Regions from separate parts of the Mus musculus genome. Here all the other regions are linked to region 2. A link is a contact called in public promoter capture Hi-C data. All regions are on one chromosome and are shown on one strand. The core of a region is the stretch at or near the end of the contact, and the rest is flanking DNA. Distances in the headings are between cores, read along the strand shown.

The links. Promoter capture Hi-C pulls out the DNA fragments that hold promoters and counts their contacts. Capture Hi-C pulls out chosen DNA fragments and counts their contacts.
Region 1: a promoter capture Hi-C map of adipose tissue shows a contact between it and region 2, with 2.7 times the contacts expected there. The contact joins the promoter of H4f16 here to the promoter of Borcs5 in region 2. A contact is called at or near these places in 1 of 39 promoter capture datasets (pre-B cells) and 1 of 9 other capture datasets (adipose tissue).
Region 3: a contact with region 2 is called in a promoter capture Hi-C map of pre-B cells, with 2.4 times the contacts expected there. The contact joins the promoter of Art4 here to the promoter of Borcs5 in region 2.

What each region holds. Positions count from the first base shown.
Region 1 is chr6:136,803,057-136,808,119 of GRCm38.p6, forward strand. H4f16 (H4 histone 16) reads right to left here and starts at 1,375. Exons shown (of 1, transcript NM_175652.3): 1 at 937-1,375. The coding sequence starts at 1,323. The coding sequence ends at 1,012.
Region 2 is chr6:134,637,709-134,642,194 of GRCm38.p6, forward strand. Borcs5 (BLOC-1 related complex subunit 5) reads left to right here and starts at 3,232. Exons shown (of 4, transcript NM_026371.3): 1 at 3,232-3,549. The coding sequence starts at 3,492.
Region 3 is chr6:136,856,345-136,861,306 of GRCm38.p6, forward strand. Art4 (ADP-ribosyltransferase 4) reads right to left here and starts at 1,256. Exons shown (of 3, transcript NM_026639.2): 1 at 819-1,256. The coding sequence starts at 899.

The sequences.
Region 1 (5,063 bases), core at 125-2,624, 2.2 Mb after region 2:
GTTCAAATCTAGGCTCCAAAATTTTAGCCTTCGTTGTCTCATCCACAGCTGTACTCACTATCAACACTTAAAATAAATCTGCTGAAAGACCGCACCAAGTTTCTGCCACACAGAAAGCATTGAACACGAGATAACCATATCTTAATGAAATGCCAGGTTCCTGCTCCAGGAACTGTAGGAACAGTCTCCTATTTCTTCAGCCAGTGAGAAGACCCGTAAACATCAGATGTAAAAACCTAGAGATCTGAAAAACAAAACTACCGTTTTGAGTAATGTGTACAGAAAGCCGGTAAGCAGACCTGAGTCCAGGGGCCTAAGGAAGCGACTTCCTGGATCCAGAGTTAAACCCATCTGGGTATGGAGCATCGAATACAAGTACTTTGAAGGAGCAGCAAGGGCTGTGACTAACCTACTCTGAAGACTTAAATGAGACACATATGGTCTGTGGAAGCTGAAACAGAAGGACCACCGAAAGACTTATACCAGCCTGAACTAAATGGTAGACATCCGAGTGCTCCTCTTCCCCCAAACCCACGTGCTTAAGGCAGAGAAACAGCTACAGCTGAGAAAGCCAAGTTTAAGCTACAGGGTGACTTTATTGTGGGGTTCCAAGCCTCCACACCTGCCCTCATTCAGGTCCACTGTCTCTACAGGAGCTTTTTTCCCCTTTTTAGAGCGTCCGCAGAGGCTGCACCCTAGCACTCTGGGGCTGTCAACTCAACAGACACCTAAAAAAACTCATTCACGCAGACCACTCCGCAAGCATTCTGAGCAGGTCCCAGGCGGTAGGCGGGGCCACCAGCCCAAGTCCTCCAATGAAAAAGTGCACCCAGGCAGCTCAATTTGCATACAAGACAAAGCATACCAAATACAAAAAGTAATGAGACGCTCATAACTAGTGAGAACTACAAATGTCCACAGCTCCTTTCTGATGCTTTGTGGGCCCTGAAAAGGGCCTTTGTGGATGGGGGAAGCCGGCCAAGGGAACGGCCTAGGCACAGGAGGGCTCGCTTAGCCGCCGAAGCCGTACAGAGTGCGGCCCTGGCGCTTGAGCGCGTACACCACGTCCATAGCCGTAACCGTCTTGCGCTTGGCGTGCTCGGTGTAGGTGACGGCGTCGCGGATCACATTCTCAAGGAAAACCTTGAGGACACCGCGAGTCTCCTCGTAGATGAGACCCGAGATGCGCTTCACGCCGCCACGCCGAGCCAACCGCCGGATAGCGGGCTTGGTAATGCCCTGGATGTTGTCGCGGAGAACCTTGCGGTGTCGCTTGGCGCCACCTTTCCCCAGACCCTTGCCGCCTTTTCCTCGTCCTGACATATTAGTAAACAACCTAATAAAGAGACAGGAGAAACTACAGTAATCCGCCGCCGAGCAAGAGCTTATATTTCCTGGGAGCGGACCTGATTGAAAACAGCAAGGAGTGGGCGGAGCTCTAGACTCCACCCCCTGGCTCTTTGTGCTCTGCTGTCTCCCAAGAACCATAAAACCCTTTCGGTTCCCTCTCCAAATTCCAGGAACCCTAGCACATTTGAAAGTTTAAATAATATAAGGTAACAATCTATTTCTCCTCTTTTTTTTTTTTAGCACAAATAAAAACGGCGCATCATGCTTGTTATCTTCAGTGCACGCTGATTCGGTATTTTCTAAGCAGCATGCTTGTTTTTACACAACTTTAATGTGAAAATGAAAAGAAGCTAGCAATAGAAATCTAGCTTACTAGGTCTTATACCGAAGCAGTTTACATTTTCACGAGAGAGTCTTTTGAGGGGATAGAAGTGTTTTAGTGCCTTTCTTTTGTGGCCACGATAAGAAAATTATGCTAGTTCCCACTTCCTATTTGGTTTCAACTGTTTCTGCAGTGTATGGATTTTCTGCTCCTGCATTGCAAACACATTGGTATTCGCTTTTCAGCCAATTGTTCCTATAGTTACTTAGCTGAACTATTGTAACTTGTCATTTAGATCCGAGGTCCTTGTTGCTTGCGTTTAAAAGAGACCTGGTGACTCACATCTGTAATTTAGGCTCTCCGGAGGCTGAGGCAGGATTGCCAAGAGCTGGGGCCAGCCTAGGCTAGACAGACTCAAATACATTTCCCCTCCTCCCCACTCAAATAGCTTGTAAAGTACCAGAAGTCAAAAGCATGACTCCGAATAACAGGACTGTCCTTAAGTTTGTTTCGTTTTTAAAGACAGCAGGTTTTGGGCTGGAGAGATGGCTCAGTGGTGAAGAGCACTGACTGCTCTTCTGAAGGTCCTGAGTTCAAATTCCAGCAACCACATGGTGGCTCACAACCACCTGTAATGAGAACTGATGCCCTCTTCTGGTGTGTCTGAAGATAGCTACAGTGTACTTACATATAATAAATAAATAAATCTTAAAAAAAAAGAAAAAGGCAGCAGGATAAATGCGTTTAGTTTGTAGTACTTTACAATTCCCATTAGTTCCACAACTCAAACAGCATTTCATTTGTTTGTCCCCTCCCTGTCTCTTAGAGATTGAGCTCTAGGATAGCTGGAGGGGGAAGAAGCCTTAATCATTGAATTTTACCTCATGATTTTAAATCCCTTGCTCTTCAGAATTCTTACCAAAATGAAAGCTGCTGCCAGAATACTTATTCAAATTTGTAAAACTGTGTGTCAACAAACAAACAAACAATCAACAACAACACACACAAAAAAAAGAGAGAAAAGCAAAAAGAAAGCAAAGAGACCTTTCCATAAACATACATTTAAGATGGTTTACAGAAGATATTCTAGAGCTTTCTTCCCCAAAACTGCACCAGAGGTTTCCATACACATTGACTTAGAATATATAACCTATCGAATGCTTAGGAGCATTAGATAGTATATGAAAGTCAGCTGTTAGGTGGTACAGCCAGGATTCTGAGGAAGTTGGCTCCGGGATACCTCCTTGATGGTGGAGTATATTGTTCAGATCCAAAGGTGTATGGGGGACCCCAGCTCCTGGTTAGCTCATTACTGTGCTAGGAAATAAAGATGTACATAGATAGAAGTACATGGGGTTGGTTTTTCTCTGTGTGTGTTTAATATTTTGTATCTTGGGACAGGATCCTATGTAGCTCAGGCTAGGTGGGAACTCTCTCTGTAGCTAACGATGGACAATCTTCGATGGACAATCTTGACTCTCCTGTCCACGCCTCCTTTATACTAAGATCACAGACAGGCCCCACTTCACTTGGTTCTGTGGAGTTTATTTAAATAAAATCGCAATTAGACTAAGGAGAGGGTAAATTTATGATATTTTAATTAAATGGATACAAAAAAACCTACATGACATTTAATCAGCGTTTGACATTACTTAGTTGTGTAATTTCAGAAATGCAGTAAACTGAAGTACCGGAGTGAAACAGTGGAAGAAAAACACTTTAGTTTGTTTCAAATGTCAAGGGCCTATCATATGAATCATAAGAACAAGTTGAGGGATTCTGTTTCCAGTGTCTTGGCCTAAGAGTAATCTAAAGTCTCGATGGAGCACCAAGTGACAACCTCCAGCAGGCAGGCAGGCAGAGGCGAAGGGTCCTCCCCTCTGGAATCCAGTGGTTCTTCTCCGGCTCATACACAGCCCCAGAGCCACGTAATGTTAATATCCTATCAGATTCATCCATGCTATCCACAAGGACTGCATTCCTGCCTAGTCTGTGACTATGGCCTCGAGGCCCTGAGAAGGAAGGGACTGTCCCCAGGAGCAGCAACAGTGTCCAAAGACCAGCCTCATGTGGTATAGGTAGGACAGGCCAAAGAACCAGCTTTTGTCCCAGGCTGGTGGCTGCACACAACTTTAATCCCAGCATTAGGGAGGCAGGCAGATCTCTGAGTTGAAGGCCAGCCTGGTTTTTATAGTGAGTTCCACGGCTGCCAGGGCTACAGGAAGAAAAGTCTCAAAAACTAAAACAAATAGAAAACCTACAAAGCTTCTTTTGCAGCTAGCTCTCCAGGTGGGTGTGTCAAGGAGCAGATGACGAAAGCTCGTTCTAGGAGGGCAGAATTCAGCCAAGGAGCTATGGCTGAGCCGGAATTGCTGTGGCACTCACAAGCACAGACCCTGGAGTCAGATAGTCAGATTTGAAAGTCGCCCCTGGCTATACTGGAGACTAATTTCCATGAGTATGGTATGAGGGAACAGAGGTGCTCTTCTCTGGGCTTCCGGTTTTTGATTGTTTCCAGGTAGTTTCTCTCTTAGGCCAGGCTCAATTCAAGTTCTCCATACTCCTGCATCAGCTGGGTTTATAGGCACTGAACACCATAGTCTGCTTACTGTTGTATTTTATTTAAAAAAAAAAAAAAAAAGCCGGGGACGTTTGGTGGAGGAGCGTTATTGTGCACGTAGGGGGTAGAGGGGGTGCGGCCCATGCTGAGGTACCAGCCACAGGACGGTATAGTAGTTTATTTAGGGCATGAGGTGAGTTGAGGGGGTAGTAGCGAGAGCGAGAGAGAGAGAGAGAGCGAGAGCGAGAGCGAGAGCGAGAGAGAGAGAGAGAGAGAGAAAAGGCCGAGGGGGTGTGCGGGTGGAGGCCGGCCATGAACACGTGGAGAGAGGGGTAGGGGAATGGGAGAGAAGGGACAGAGGGCTAAGAGAGTAAGAAAGCAAGAGAAAAGTGTGGGTGTGTGTGTGGGGGGGGGCAAGCAGCTTCTTTTACAGTGGGTCAGGCACACCTGGCTGCTGCCAGGTAACTGTGGGGCGGAGCCTAGAAGAAATGCCAACACCATCATTTTTATTTTTTGAGATAAGGTCTCACTTCCTAGCTTGGTCTATAACGCACAAAGTAGCCCAGGCTGTCTTTGTATTGGTAATCCTCCTACTTCAGCTCTTTCTCCCTCCAAAAGCTAGGATTACTGATTTGAACCAAGTATGGCTTTGCTTAACTCCCCGTTTTCGCTGCCCTCCCTCCGTTCCTTCCTTATTAGGCTGGTATGGATCTTGGAATATCTACAGCTGACCTTAGGCTCCGGGCAATCTTGTATCGGCTACCCTAGTGCTGGGATTGCAGACTCGAACCACCCAGTTAACTACATCCTGGCAGCCAATCCCAACAAGTT
Region 2 (4,486 bases), core at 1,982-4,481:
GTAAGGGGAATCTCATCTGACTATCCAGCCCCTCTTCACAAGCAGTTCTATGCAATTCTGCTTGAAGGTGGCTTTGGGGGTGGAGAATTGTATCTGGGTGGAGCTAGGGTATATCGGTAAGACATGAAAGGCTGGGACTCTATGTATACTAGCTGTATACATAGGTGGGTGCCCGGTTTTGTGCGTCAACTTGACACAAGCTGGTGTTATCACAGAGAAAGGAGCCTCCCTTGAGGAAATGCCTCCATGAGATCCAGCTGTAAGGCATTTTCTCAATTACTGATCAAGGGTAGGAAGGCCTATTGTGGGTTGGTGTCATCCCTGGGTTGGTAGTCCTAGGTTCTGTAAGAAAGCAAACTGAGCAAGCCAGGGGAAGCAAGTCACTAAGCAGCACCCCTCCATGGCTTCTGCATCAGCTCCTGCCTCCAAGTTCCAGTCCTGACTTCCTTTGGTGAAGAACAGCAAAATGGAAGTGTAAGCTGAATAAACCATTTCCTCCCCAACTTGCTTTTGGTCATGATATTTGTGCAGAAATACAAACCCTGACTAGGACAAATTGGTACCTGTCCCGGCCTTTGGGACAGTCGACCAGGGTCTGGGGAACCACCTATGGAGAGAACGAGAGGTGAGAAGCACAAGGACTGACAGCAAGTCTGATTGATCAAGCTGTCAAATTTTTATTGTTCCCAGGCAGATTTTATGCCCACAGAAGCAGGGTATGGGGAGGGGGATTTCGCAGAATTGCTTTGTTTCTGGGAGAACGCACCTGTTCCCAAAAGCAGGCTATTGGCTAGGTAAAAAGTTCAGCAGGAGGAACAGAACAGAATGGGTTGCAAGGTACCTGTCCACAAGATCTACAGCTATTTGTTCTTAACTGGGGGTAGTAGTTTCCATAGAGGCCTCAACTTTTTCCCACAGAAATCTAAACTAAGCTAGTGCTTTTCCACTAAGGCCAAGACTTTGTAAGTAAGCACTTATGGCTAACAAGGCAGTTAACATTCAAACACGGTCGCTCCCAACAGGTACCAGCATAGTGGGGTATTCCTGTGACAACCTGACCATGTTTTGGGGAGGACTGTGGAAGAACTTTGGAACTTTGAGCTAGAAGAGCATTGGTTTTTAAGAGCTCTGTGGGATGTTGTGTAGGAGCTTGGAAGATAATGTTGAGAACAGTGCAGAAAATGGAGGCCTGGCTTGTGAAACTTCAGAGGGATATTAAAGAATCTTTTATTGTTTGTTTGTTTGTTTGTTTTTTCAAGACAGGGTTTCTCTGTGTAGTCCTAGCTGTCCTGGAACTCACTCTGTAGACCAGGCTGGCCTCGAACTCAGAAATCTGCCTGCCTCTACCTCCCAAGTGCTGGGATTAAAGGCATGTGCCACCAATGCCCAGCGATATTAAAGAATCTTACCAGGGCTGTTGCTACTTTGATTGTGAAGATTCTGTGGTTTTGGTTAGCTGGAGCTGAAGGATCAGCTGTGGTTAACAAGATACCAGGACTACTAAAGCGAAACCTTTGCATTACTGGGGCAATTGATGCTGGTTAGCTGGAGCTACGAAATTAGCGGTGATAAAGAAGAGGCCAGCATCACTGAGGTGACATCTTCTGGAAGGTGTTTTCTGAGAGCACAGAAGCTGTGTTCTGGAGACAACCACAGTTGTGCCTCATGTAGGACCCATACTTGGTAATGTATAAGAGTCACCCAGGTGGTACTGGTTTTGAAACATGAAGGGGTAGCAGCTGATGCTTGGCTCTGTGAGAGGCCAGGAGAGGTCACTGGTGAAGGTGCAGCCACAGTGGCAGTTGAAGGCCCAGGACTAAAGGGGTCATGCAGAGAAGTTGAAGCTTAGCACCATGAAAAGAGCCTATGAGAGTGAAAGTGCAGTCCAGTTGTAGCAGAAAACAGCAGTGTTTTGGAGATGCCAGTACCACTGAGAACAGCAACACTGGTGTACAGGCATCTGGAGCCTAGAAAACAAGGTGGGTGCTACAAAGGGCTGAGCTGGAGAAGTAACACAAGCCCTTGGAGGAGCCCAGAGCATCGAGAGTGGATCCCAGACATTGGATAGTCAGAGTTTGATTTTGCTTTTGATTGTGACTATGCCCTGGTATTTTTCCCTCTTGAAGTATGAAAGTATTTTAGTGGAGCCCACAGATAGGAGACTGAATTGTAAAAAGACTTTGAATTTCAAGATATTAGATATTTTAAAGGGATTGAACTTCGGTGGTAGTTGAGACTGTAGAAGGGTATAGATGTATTTATATCTCCCCCAAGGAAGGAATTTTAGCAACACAGGCATACATCATAAAGCCAAGCTGCTTGTAATATCTTGAAACAGATGAGAGAATCCCTATAAGGCATTGGGTTACTACCCATCTATATGAGATTGGCTCAGATAAGCAGTTTCCTTTTTTTGTATTAGCTGTTTATCTTCCTGGCTTCTGGTAGTTCCATAGTGATCTGTCAATAAAACAGCATATTCTAACAATTTCTTACTTATTTCTAACTCCTTAAAACACACACACACACAGTCTTGGCATTTCCTGTATGGCCTCCTACTACAAAACTCCCTGCTTTCAAAGTTTAGAAAAGAACTCTGCTTCTGTACTAGTGTGAATTGAAATTTGAGGGCTACAGACTACCTTTCTTCCTCATTGGTAAAATAGGTGTAAAAATACCGATTTTTGCCTGACATGGTGGTGGTTTACCCTGTAACCCAGCACTTCTGTTGATTGAGCCAGGATCGAGAATTCGAGGTCACCAGGGTCATACAGAGTGAACTTCTATCTCAAAAACAAAAACCCAGACCATTCTGTAAAGTCGTTTGAAGATAACCAGCATTACAGTTCTTTTTTTTTTTTTTTAAAAAGATTTATTTATTAATTGATTTTTATGTATATGAGTACACTACAGCTGTCTTCAAACGCACCAGAAGAGGGCATCAGATCCCATTACAGATGGTTGTGAGCCACCATTTGGTCGCTGGGAATTGAACTCAGGACTTTCGGAAGAGCAGTCAGTGCTCTTAACCGTTGAGCCATCTCTCCAGCCCCAGCATTATGGTTCTTAATATGTGTTGCTCAAAGGTAATTAATGTGTCTTCGGGGGTAGGAAAAGGCTTTATCTTTTGGACATCTTTGGCCTTGGGGAAGCCTAGCCCTTTAAGGCAGCGCCGCCCCAGCCTCCAGCGCGCGTCTCTTGCCCCGCCCCACCCCTCGGGTTTGGAGGCGGGACCTCCAAACCCGGAACTGAAGGCCGCGCATTGCCGGCCCGGCCAATCGGCGTCCCGGAAGGAGCGAGCTGAAGCCACCGAGCCAGTGAATGACAGCAGCGCCGCCCGCCGGTCGCGGCTGCAGCCCTGCCGGCGTCCCGAGCCTCCTGTCAACGCGAGCGGCGTGCTTTCCAGCGGCGCCTCTCCAAGTGTCTGTGGCCCAGCGGGGTCTCCCCGCTCTCCCTAGCCTCTGCCCCGGTGTCCCTCCGCTGCAGGGGCCATGGGCAGCGAGCAGAGCGCGGAGGCCGAGAGCCGCCCCGGCGATCTGAACGCCTCAGGTCGGTGCCTCACCTCCCCGCACCGGTGTTGCTGGCGAAGCCGACCGCCCCGGTGCAGGCCCTCTGTGTTCCCTAACACAAAAAAAGCGTGGCCTCCCGCCCCAGTCCTAGTCCCCTAAACCGGCTTGCCCGGCTTCACTCTAATTTCTAAAAGACGACCTACTTAGTGTTCGGTTCCTGGACTCCACACTGACGTGGAGACTTGGGTCACACTGGATCGATCATACCCGAGTCCTCCAAGATCAGGTTTTCTGAAAATCGGGGTGTCGAGGAACCTTTTCAGAAGGGTCCTGTGAGCACTGGGCGGTCACTCTCAGTGTTTGGGTGCAAATATTTCCAGGCACCGCTCTCTGGCCACTCAGGTATCGGTTTTTTGTTTTGTTTTGTTTTAATAATTTTAAAAATAAGTTGGCCAGGTGGCAGGCAGTCTCTCGTGTATCTTCTGTTCACATTTTTTAGACGTCTCTTAGCATTTGGGGTAGGATTTGGAAGGGTTTTGTCCTGTACCTGTAGTAAGTGCTCAATAAAACAGCTGGCAATTGAAAACCATTTGGTCCTTTTGTTGTTACTTAGGTAACCTCTGAGAGGGCCCTCGATAGGCTCAAGGGTTACAAGCCTAATTAGTTAAACTCTCTCATAGCCAAAGAGTCTCAGAGTGGCTCTCTACTTGGTAATCTTTGCAACTTAGAAATGTGGAAGCTAACAGATGATTCATGCTGAAGGGCGTTCCTTCAAGACCTGCAGTCAGGGGCTTGCAGCTACTAGCTTTGTTATGTTTTCATTCCTTGGAAGGCCTAGAGTATCACGTCTGTTTTTAAGAAACCCGCAAAAATGGCTCATCTCATACTTTTTTTTTTTCTGTATCAGGCCAGAAGCACACTTTAGGGGAAGTAGTGTAGCATCCTATCAGACAGTTGCTCATCCGGGAACCATAGAA
Region 3 (4,962 bases), core at 6-2,505, 2.2 Mb after region 2:
GCGAGGGGCTGGAAAGTACACCCCTCTTGGAGGTGGGGAAACAGTTGAATGTTGTCTAGAGGGTGCCGAAAGGAGGCTCCCTGGCTTCGGTCAGCTCGTTAGTGAGAACTGTATCAGCATCACCTACACTCAACCATTTCTGGGCAAAACAACGATGCTTTTCTCATGAGCAGCACTCACCAAAAGGCAAGATTCTGCCCAAGGCCAGCGTTGTTGGGGGCGGAGCTAGAGAACACACGGTTTGGTATTTTAACCGTGTGATTTATGATGTCATGCTGTCTAGTTACATACAATCTAGAGTCAATTTTACAGACTGATTGGATGATGTGAACCAGTGCACCAGATTTTAAAACAAGCTTCCATTAATCCAAGCCAAGAATCACATTCTGTCAAATATCAAAATGAACTCTGACACATTTTTAACATGTCTCCAGATCTCAAATGTTTCCTGTGTCACCCATTATCATTAGCTTATTTTTAGTTTATAGATATTTAAAATTAGGATACTCCAAATGTGTGCTATCTGTATAAAGCGGTTTTGAGTTAAACAGGTTAGTCTACATTATTGCCCCGGTGGAATCATTGCTTTAATACTTAAAAGAATCGGGAAAATAACTCAATGGCACTCACATCAATTATGCCAGATTTATGACTTAAAAATTTTTAATTTTTATAGCAATTTTCCCTGTCACTCTTTACTAACATTGTTTATTCTTAGATTGCCAGTGGCTAAGTTCTTAGCAATTAGGTGGCCCCCAGGTGAATAGCCTGTTGGTGCATCGTTGATCATGAGAGACCAACTTTTCGATAGCCCCTACCTCAGTGCTCCCCGCGGGTGTCTGCTGGACCCAGAGCAGTAGCAGCAGGGTGAGCTGCCCTCCTGGAAGCCACAGCGCCATCCTCCTGTCTGTAGCACTTGGTAGACACGTTCTCTTAGATCTACTGGTCAGTGGGCAGCTTGGTGGTTTGTGTCAGCAACACTTCTTTATTCTGAAAGCCTCGTCCCAGAATACGCTCTAGAGTCCTCCTTTGGCATTTTCTTTTCCGGCTGTGTCTGAGGTTCTGCTCCTGCCGCAACTGTGACTTCTGTTGAATATCAACAACCTCAACAACCGACAGTTTCCTCCAAGGTAGAAGTCTAGCGCCTTTGCAGTGTTGAAGTCTCCGCGAAAGGGCCAGATGTGCGCGGCACAGAATGGTTTTCAGTGTAAAGAAGGCAAAAACCGTCTCTCTGTCTAGTCGGCATGCAGGGGAATGCCAAGGGTCTGTTCAGGGTCAGGCTGTGCAGTTCAGCCTTGCCTTTCCCAGATCGACAAGAAAAGGCATGCTCCAGGAGTACTCGGGCCAAGTCCCATTATCTGCAGCCCCAGGCTTTCCCTGTGAGCCACTGCAGTGGCACATGAAGCGCAGCTGGGGAGATGCGATCTTAAGGTGGACCTGTGTCAGGCTCATCTGGCAGTGCTGATAGCCCTGCCCTGGAATGATTGCCCTCCAGCAGCACAGGCTTTTAATGTTGTGTGTTCTTTGCTGCCTCTCCACGGTGTGTTTGAAACATCCCCGTTCAGAGACGGGGGCTGTTGGAGTCACAGCTTTGAATGTTTATTTCTTTTGAGAGCTTCAGGTTTTCTATCTATTGTAATCTGCAATGAGGCCCGCAGGCAGGAGTTAAGTCCGACTTTCCACTGTTAACCACATTTCCTGCTCAAGTCTGGCTGTCCTTCCACTACTCCCGACCTTTCAGAGTCTGCTGGCTCGCAGACGTTGTTTATGTTCCCTGCCTCTTATCTAACTGTGACAAGAACCAAATTCCGTTCTTGGGAATTGTGGTCCTGCTTTCTTTTTACCACGTTAAATATTGGTCTGTCTGAAGTTTCCCAAGTCATAGAAGCATAAAAGAAGGAACGCTAATTATTCAAAATGATTGCTTGGAGAAAGCCACTATTTTGATTTACATTTTGGCTTTATACCCACAACACACACACACACACACACACACACACACACACACACACACAGAGCAGAAGTGAAATCACAAGACTTTGTATACTGTTTGTTTCCCATTAATGTTTTATTTATTTATTTGTTTGTTTCTCACAAGTGTGTGTGTGTGTGTGTGTGCTTGTGTGTGTGTTCAACTTGAGTGTCTTCCTACCCCTCACTCTCCACCTTAGTTTTTGATCCGGGCTTTCAGTGAACCTGGAGCTCACAGATTTGGTAGTGGATTGAGAAGCCCCGTGTCTGCGTCCCCATACTAGGACTGCAGGCGCGTGCTGCGTTTGTTCTGTTGTTGCTCTGCCTGATGAGTTCCTGTGAGCTGCATGGCCAGTGCCTTCCCAGCAGAGCCGTCTTTCCAGCCCTAATGATTAATTTTTCAAGGGTTTTTTTCAAGATAGTGTCTCATATATCCGAGGCTGGTTTTGAACTCAATATGGAACTGAGGCTGACACTCAATCTTTGATCCTCTGTCTCTATCTCCTGGGTACTGGAATAGCAGGGGTAAGCCATCATAACCTGTTTCTATGGTACTGGGGGGTCAGACTGCCAGGCCTTTATGCTAGACAAGCACTCGACCAATGCAGCTGCATCAGCAGCCAGCACTGTAACATTTACTATTAATGTGTGTGTGTGTGTGTGTGTGTGTGTGTGTGTGTGTGTGTGTGTGTGTAGCTCGAACTTGCCTTGAATTCTTGATTCTCTGTCCCTGTCTCAGGAGTGCTGGGATTACAGATGTGCTCAAGAGCTCCAAACTTAAGATAAAGCCATGTTTACTGTTTCCCACTAATACCTAATACTTGACAAAATTGACTAGCTGCTCAGGATCAGAATAGGTGCATAGGTGGAGACATCGGAACTAGCGAGGATTAGGCAAGGGCAAGCATAGAGAATGTACCGCGAGGAGGTGAAACTCAGCCAGTTTCTTAATGGACTTTAAAAATGGCTTTTAAATAAGATTTTACTCTGTGGTTCATTTTTCTCTTTCTTCCCTTCTTTTCTTCTTCCTCCCTCCCCCCTTCTTTGTGACCGAGTCTAACTCTGTAGCCTTGGCTAGCCTGGAACAGTTTGTGTAGACTGGCCTCAGTGTTACAGAGATATGCTGCCCCTGCTCCCTGAGTGCTCTGATTAAAGGTGTTTGTCGCCACAGCCAGCGGCTCTGTAAGTCTTAAACTTACCTTTAACCTAACAGCAATTTGAACTGGCCATGGATTTGACCCGGCACAGTGAAGCCTGTGTGCTCTGCCACACACAGTTCTTTCCTGTAGCTGTGTCTCATGAACCATGACACAGTATGACAGCCAGGAGACAGATTCTGGTGGAATGGAACGTGTGCACGTCTGTCGCCTTTCATCACTTGCAGAGCCTTTAGGAGACGCACTCGGCCACTATAAAGATGTAAATCCAGGGGCTGGAGAGATGGCTCAGTGGGTAAGACGGTTTGCCACCCTCACAGAGGAGCTGGGTTTGACTCCCAGCACCCACACGGCAGCTCACAGTGAACTGTAACTCCAGCTACAGGGGGTCTTATATCCTCATCCAGTCTCCACAGACAAAAGGTACACATGTGCTGCGTAGACTTGCAAGCAGGCAGAACACCCTCTCTCTCACACACAAATAAATAGACAAATAAATAAAATATAAGAAAAATGGAAAACTACATATCACTACATAAACCTAATCGTGACCTTGTGACCTCTAGGAGTCATGGCTTCTCTCTCCTCCCTGCCACCCCTAATCTCTAGAAATAACTGTTTTCCCATTGCCCCTGCAGATTTGTCACTTGAAGGATATTGGATAAACAAAGCACACAGGGTGTTGATGTTTTTTAACCTTTCCCCACTCAGCGTAATGCCCTTGAGGCCGACATGCAGGACTTAGGTTTTGCGGTTGTATAATAGTCTTTCATTAGGTGCTCCTGCTAAGGGACCACTGAGTGCCTTCCCTTTAATGTTCCGTTTTGGACTATCGTTGCTAACTCTCGGACATGCTTGCAGCACGAGCCTGAGTGTGTTTTCTGTATGCTTGAAGACATAATCGAGAGAACTGACCGCTGAGATATGAATGTGTATATTTAGGTTTAATGGCAGCCACCAGCGATGTTTGAAATGGCCTCTTAAGATGTTTGAAATTCTTAGATTCCCCATTACCAGCTGCTCCTGGGTATTGGAGGCATGGCAAGAACTGGAGTTAGAATCTGAGCGTTACCACCGTGCTCCTCACTCATTCACACACTGGCTAAGCTAGCTTTAAGGTGAGACATCTTGCTGGGCCTCACAGACTCAGGAAGGTTAGCGAGGTCAGACTCCTGCTTTCGTGAGAGACTCTGCTGGGCACCTCTTCTGTTTGGCTTTATGCTTGTTTTCTCAGCCTGCAAGAGAGTCAGGAGTAGAGACATTTAGAACCTTTTATCTTCATTTTTATTGGATGAATGTTTTGCTTTCATGTATCTGTTTGCCACATGTGTGCCTGGTGCCTGTGGAGGTCAGAGGAGGGCATCGCATCTTCAGGTTTGATAGGTGGCTGTGAACCCACACCCTCAGGTTTGATAGGTAGGTGTGAACCTCTCTGTGTGGGAATTGAACTCAGGTTCTCTGCAAGAGCAGTAAGTGCTGTTAACATCTGTGCCACCTCTCCAGTCCCGAAAGAGTCACCTTAACTTTCACTCCCTAGATGTGGCTACTGAGGTGAGGTTTTGGGAAATTGAACGAGTTACTTACTCTCCTGTCCTTCATACTCCACTGTCTCCCCAAGCTCGAAATGAGTGGTGTCAGTTTGTAATTATTGTTTGGGCAGCGTTCGCTAACATTCTTACTGTGAATGCCACTTCTAGACTTAGACCAGTAGAGGGCAGCAGGAACTTTGATAACATTTAATGTGATTCCCTGTGTTGTGTGTTGCAGGAGGAAAAGGAAAGTGTTTTTCAGTGTGATTTTTTTTCAGGCCTTACATTAAGTAGTTTAGTCACTG